2 separate regions of the Mus musculus genome follow, and region 1 is linked to region 2. Evidence: chromatin contacts called from public Hi-C data. All regions are on one chromosome and are shown on one strand. Each heading gives the region's core, a stretch centred on a gene start, on an enhancer-like site or on the middle of the called end of the contact. The rest is flanking DNA. Distances are from core to core; before and after follow the strand shown.

Region 1 (3,177 bases), core at 240-2,739, 310 kb after region 2:
AACAGAAAGCCACATCTTATACGAGTCCTGAGGTGTACCCACAGCCTGAGAATTTACCATCCCCCTGAAGACCTGAACAGTCAAGAGGATAGTCTTCACTCCCACTCTCGAGCAGAAACATAGGTATCTAGAGAAATTCATAATACAAACAAAGAGTAAAATGCACGTGGCAGGCGTCTTCACTCGTATGTCTTTATCAACAACAGTTGGAGTGATTGCAATTTATGAAAGAAATCCCGAGATGACATCGTCTAGTGTCTAAGAGAACCCATGTCTTTCACCAGGACCCACAAGGGGATGTGTATATGCAAGTATGTGACTAGAAGAGAGAAAGATAGCGCAGTTCAGCTGGGTCCATATCAAGTTTGAGGAGGAAAAGCCCATGTGGTAATGTGCCACCAGCACCCAGTATGGCAAATGCCAGTGAGCACTGGTACCATGCTTCCTACAGAGAGACCTGTTCTCACAGCGATCTTGTTGGCACCCTCCAGCTCTCCACTGAGCATGCGCTATGCAGGAAAGCCCATTCCTCACTCAAGTCTCAGATGTTCTCCACTGGAAGCCACCAACACGGCGTCTTCAGCATGGTTGGAAAATAAAACTAGCTATGCAAGCATCACGGTCAAGGGGAAACTCAGGTTCTTTCTGGAGTTTGTTCACTCTGGCATGAGGCTATGACGAAGTAATTGATTAGTTTCGATAGACGATCGGGAGTGGAGAATGCTTCTAGACTCATTCCAAGATGTTGAAATAGCGAAAGAAAGAAAGAAAGAAAGAAAGAAAGAAAGAAAGAAAGAAAGAAAGAAAGAAAGAAAGAAAGAAAGAAAGAAAGAAAGAAAGAAAGAAAGAAAGGGGAGGGGGGAGGGGGGAGGGGGAGGGGACGGGAGCGGAGGGGACGGGAGCGGAGGGGACGGGAGCGGAGGGGACGGGAGGGGAGGGGAGGGGAGGAGAGGAGAGGAGAGGAGAGGAGGGGGCAGATGGCAAAAGATAATAAAAAATAGATTCCTGAACTCAAAAAAATAATAATAAAATAAAATAAAGAATAAATAAATAAAACCACAGCAGCTTTTAGCTGTCGTTGGACCTCTGGAAGTTTCAGCGTAGTGTTTACAAAACTAAAATAGAAGTTATGACAGCTCATTATGTTTAAAGATGAATATTCATAAGCATGCAGGGGTGTTTATGAGAGATTGCATTTTCTGTTTTCTCCTGAAAAAGCCGTAGATCTATGTGATACTTAGAGAAACTGACTAATTTTTCTTAAACGCTTAATCTCTTGGGAGCGAGCTTCATTTATCTTTTATCCCCCCTCACAATAGCCCATGAAAGAGGCTTTGTCGGAAAAAAAAAGGGTGCTTGTGGTGGTCATGGAACATATGTCTCAGTAATCCAAGGACAGAAGTCAGTTGTCCTGTCTTAGAAAGGAGCCCTGACAACCTCCCTGCACCCGGGGCACACCATTTGTTCGGCGGCCATGTGGGCCAGCATCCTGGCCGGGCGCCGAAGCCCAGTGCAGCCGCGGCAGGCTCCCTGGCAGGGCTTCCTGAGTCAGCAGTCTCCTCTCCACAGAGCAGATGGGCCAGCCCTCAGGGAAAGGAAGCTCTTCTGAGAGTCTCCTGTCTTCATTCTTCCCAAATGGGCTTGGCTATAAAAAGCAAATTAAACAGCCATTGTTCCTTTCCTCCATGAAGCTGACATCCTAACATCCTGCCTAGTACAGGGCTCCCGGATGTTTGCTGCTGGCCGAGTGACGCTTGCCACTGCACCAACAGTAACATAAAAATCACTCTCGAATTCCACTCTGGAATGATATTTGTCTGAAACGCCACTGCTTTCTTTTTGGTTGTGACTACACAGCAGAAGAGAGCTTTCTCACTGGTCTTAGTGTCTTCTTCCTGCCTCCCGCGGGTTTGCACATGGACTTTGGGCCTTATAATCCTAGGAGAGTGTGGAGACTCGACCCTCAAACTTTCCCATTCTAGAGTACTCTGCGGGCGGGTGTACTGCCTGTGTAACAGAGTATTCGATAATACAAACTAACCACCCTGCCTTTAACCTCAGCAGAAAACAACAATAGCAACCCTAAACAAAACCCCTTTTTGTCTCTCTGTCTGTCTGTTTGTTTGTTTGTTTTGAGATAAGATCTCGCTACAAATCCCTGTCTGTTCCAGAACACACTGTGTAGCCCAGGCTGTCCTCAAACTCACACAGATCTGCCTGCCTCTGCCAGAATTAAAAGTGTGCCTTTCCAAAACAACAGAGCAGAACGAAAAATAAAGATGCTCTGAGTCTTTGGGTTGTTTGATTGGCTTTGGTTTTTGGTTTCTGAACATGGGGTTTCTGTTTCTCTGGGTAGCTCTGGCTGTACTGGAATTGCAGACAGGGCTGGCCTCAGAGAGATTCCCCTGCCTCTATCTCCCGAGTGGTTGAGGCTCGGGGAGAAAAATCAAAAGTAAATCACACAGACAACTTCATACCTCAAGAGAGAGGCAAAGGGAAGAAGGAGAGACATGATGGGAAAAGCAGGAGAGGTATGGAGAGAGAGGCTCACACTCACTAATGCAATTGCGTGTGTGCCTCTTACTGTACTCTCCAGGACGAGAGACGGCTCAGTGGTTCACATGCTCTGGCAGAGAACCTTCATCCAACTCCTGTATCAGGTGACCCCCAACCTCTTGTAATTCCAGTTCCAGAAAGATGGACCTCTGGCCTCTAGGCACTAGCACTCTCCTGTCCATACCCACATACATTCAAATAATTAAAAATAAAATAAATTGTTTTAATTTTATTTTAAAAGGGTAACCTAGAAGAGCATCTACGTCACTTCTCTGAGCAATATCCATATATAAGTCAGCACCGGCCAAGTCACAGAACAAGACAGCCCCACTTGGGACATGAACCTATAATCCCACAATTGCCTTTAACCACGTGGTAACTAACCAGAGACAATGGAAACAAGCAATAGATTACACATCCATCACCCCAGACCAAGGTCCATCACTTTAACAACCCTCTGATAGCTTCAATACAAGATGCTGAAGAAGGACAGCTCTTAAAAAGCATGTCCCAGGACGGCGATAAGGATGCCTTGCCCAGATATCAAAGTAAATGGTAGAAAAGAAATTTTAAATGCTGTTTTCTGAAAGCCACTTGTATTACTTGTCCCACCAAAATGAA
Region 2 (3,236 bases), core at 675-3,174:
AGGAGTTTGAATGGGGAAGTCAGGGATAAATATGATCAATATATATTATGTACATATATGAAATTCTCAAAAATAAGTATATATATGTATACACACACACATACACACACACACTAGTTTAGGGTGTCAACTTGACACAAGCGTAGTTATCACAGAGAAAGGAGCCTCCCTTGAGGAAATGCCTCCATGAGAGCCAGCTGTGGGACATTTTCTCAATTAGTGATCAAGAGTGGGAAGGCCCATTGTGGGTGGTGCCATCCCTAGGCTGGGAGTCTTCGGTTCTATAAGAAAGCAGGTTGAGCAAGCCAGGGGAAGCAAACAAGAAGATTATTCTATGGCCTCTGCACCTGCTCCTGCCTCCAAGTTCCTGACCTGCTTGAGTTCCTGTCCTGACTTCCTTTGGTGATGAACAGCAATGTTTAAGCATAAGCTGAATAAACCCTTTCCTCCCTGACTTGCTTCTTGGTCATGATGTTTTGTTCAGGAATAGAAACCCTGACTAAGACAACATATAGACCATTCCCTCACATAAAACAAATACAGTGAGTTAGCTGTTAATCTCATCCACCTAATTTAATTAATGAATTCTCACAACAGCTTCCAGAATAATGTTTGAGCAACTATCTGGACACCCTGTGGCCCAGGCCAAGCTGACAAATAAAGTGACTCACCATGTCCCCCAATTCCCATAGACATGTGTGAGTTGGAAGTTGAGTGGTGAGTCTGCTCTAGGGGCTTACCCCTCCTCTTCAGCCACACTCTTGCTTCCTGGTTATCAACAAGGAGGTAGGGAATCTTTCTTCTCCTCAGACACTTCAGCAGGTTAGTCAGAGCATCTGCATGGATTCATAGATGTTGGGAGGAAAGGCAAATTTGACAAGTTAGGGAATGATACACCACCACCCCCCCCATGTAGGCCTCCTCTGCCTCCTCCTGTCTGCCCCTTTCCTTCTGGCATCTCCCTAAAAGGGTCTGAGCAGGTCTCGGGGCCAGTGGTGAGGTGGGCTCTTGAAAGCCTGTCAGCTCCTTCAGAAGCTTTGGCTGAGGAAGTCTTCCTGCTTCCCTGGGGGAGGGGATCAGATCGGTGAGCAGCAGGGCCGTTTTTCTCTCTACCTAGATTCTCTAACCAGCAGGGAGAAGCCATCAACACCTCAGAGCAGGCAGGCAGCTGGGCCAGCAAGCAGCTTATTATCTGCAACAAGATCACCCCATTCAAAACCCATTTTTTTAGTCTCTTAGCAAGTCTTTGTGTTTTCCTTGTCAATCACATATGTAGAGCCTTATCAATAGTATTCAAGGAAGATTAAACATTTTAATTGCTCTTTGCTCTCCCTGGTACAAGCCAGCCTGTATCACATGGTTTCCGCAATTATCTCGCTGAGCTATAAGCTCAGCCCTCCTTGTTTCTTTGCTTTCTCCCTCCCTTCCCCAGTTTCCATTTTTCCTCCTCTCCTTGGTCCCTCGCCGCTCCTTATTTATCCAGGAGGTATTCATTAAAGCTCTGCGTGGATAACAGCAGGTAGAAAGATGGGCGAGAACCCATTACTCCTGAGATGGTCACAGCGTAGCGGAGGGAATAGAAATAGAAGCACACTTCATAATGCCTTTGTGATTAAAACCTGTGACTCAGACTGAATGATGCTGGGGAAATTGAGTCAGGAAGCCCGAGAAAGGTATGCTGTGCAGCTTAATGAGAGCCGGGCTGGAGATAGGCAGGGCTGGGGGTGGGAGAGCATCTGGGGAGACCAGCAACGGGATAATGGGAGAAACAGAAAACTTAAGTTAGCCCAAGACAGTGTGGCTGTGGTGTTCTGCCACCACATCCCAAGCCTGCTTTGTCAAACAAGGATTTTTAGCGTCTTTTCTACATCCTTGGAGCACCCCCTCCCTCGCCACCTGACTCCCACACTTTCTACTGCTTTGCCAACATGTGGGCTGATGTCAGCTCTCAGAAACACTTTTTGGATGCTTGGTAGTCTTTATGTGCCCGGCTGATCTTGCTCTTGATCAGCGCTTCATCTTCAGCACAAGGCTTGGGGCTGTGCGTTCCTCTCTGATGGATTTAAGTGACCCCCAAAAAGCTACAACGGGAGCCAGCTCCTTGTCTGAGGCCTGGGTAAAACATCCAGGGGTGATTCACCATTACTCAGTGGCTTGCTAGTTCATACATTCCAAGCAACTCCATTTTGAACAAACCAAATTGGGCAGTGCAGGCAGGCAGGCACGCACGCATGGACGCACGCACGCACGCACGCACGCACGTGACCACTCAGGTGGGCTAGGAAGCTGAGGCATGTGCTGATTCATTTCCCAGTAGCTTGGAGGGAAGGCTCAGGCTTTTGTATTCCTATGTAAAATAGCATGCTCACGTCCTTTGGGAGGAGTAGGAGTGTGAAACTGTGGCCACAGTGACAATAACATGGGAGGAGGATGAAAATAGCAGATGGAAGTTGCGATTTTGGCCGACAGAAATAGGAAGCTGGTGCTAGGTCATCCGCCTAGCCCCCGGCACCGGCCTATTAGCTGTCATTAGCCCTTATCCAGGAAACAATTTGCATCCGTTGAAATCCTTGTAACATTGGATTTCTGCCCACAGACTCATCATCCTGCCTTTTTCTGGTGGATTAAAGAGAAAGTGGCCTGTAAATTACATTTCTTTGTGGGCAGAAAGTGCTATTCTGTGGCCCAGGAGACAATGGGTTGGGGCAGCCTTTGGAGCAGCAGCATGGCTGGGGTGGGGTGGGAGTGGGAGGGAAGGGGGCCTTGCTTTGTAATAGAGCAGAGGATACATAAAAGAGCATCCCGTCCCACCTCCTGCTGAGCCGACTTCTGGGTCCTCCAGAACGGGAAGTTCCTTGTGGAACCCAGCCTCGATAGAAATCGTTCCCCGGGACTATGTGACCATTGAGGTTAGGATTTCTTGTGCAGGTTTCCTGTGGTTGGCCCTACTCTAAGCTCCGAAAGCTTCCCCTCTTAGGTGTACTGGGGACCCCGCTTCAGGTGGGGGATACATCCCTGGCCTAGCAGCTTAGCCCTTTGAAGCAGGTCACAACACTGAATGGCCCTCTCCCCAAATTTCCCTTTTGACACCTGTTCTCCATCTCCTGGGGGTTAGTATGAGTCCTCTTCTGCTCAGATAATGATCATCCCATTTTCAAGACAGTGCGGCCTGTTGTGAGGAGCAGTGGACTCCGTGGACAGGACCCTGAGATGGAGCCCTTATATTTTCAAAGCGT

The links. Hi-C and Micro-C count contacts between places; a contact is called where the count stands out from the background.
Region 1: a contact with region 2 is called in a Hi-C map of cerebral cortex, with 2.6 times the contacts expected there. The contact joins two enhancer-like sites. A contact is called at or near these places in 1 of 15 datasets of contacts at CTCF or cohesin (the NIH/3T3 cell line), 2 of 484 Hi-C or Micro-C datasets (cerebellar granule neurons and cerebral cortex) and 1 of 115 datasets of contacts at active chromatin or transcription factors (bone marrow-derived macrophages).

Annotation. Positions count from the first base shown.
Region 1 is chr8:34,678,577-34,681,753 of GRCm38.p6, forward strand. No RefSeq gene overlaps it. Among named protein-coding and RNA genes, the nearest start is that of Gm46069, 9.8 kb to the right of the region's middle. Within about 2 kb of position 1,490, at least 110 of the 459 cell types and tissues checked have an H3K27ac peak or open chromatin away from gene starts, as enhancers often do. A contact at or near this core is called in cerebral cortex, where this site is marked.
Region 2 is chr8:34,370,272-34,373,507 of GRCm38.p6, forward strand. No RefSeq gene overlaps it. Among named protein-coding and RNA genes, the nearest start is that of Gm33831, 15 kb to the right of the region's middle. Within about 2 kb of position 1,925, at least 25 of the 459 cell types and tissues checked have an H3K27ac peak or open chromatin away from gene starts, as enhancers often do. A contact at or near this core is called in cerebral cortex, where this site is marked.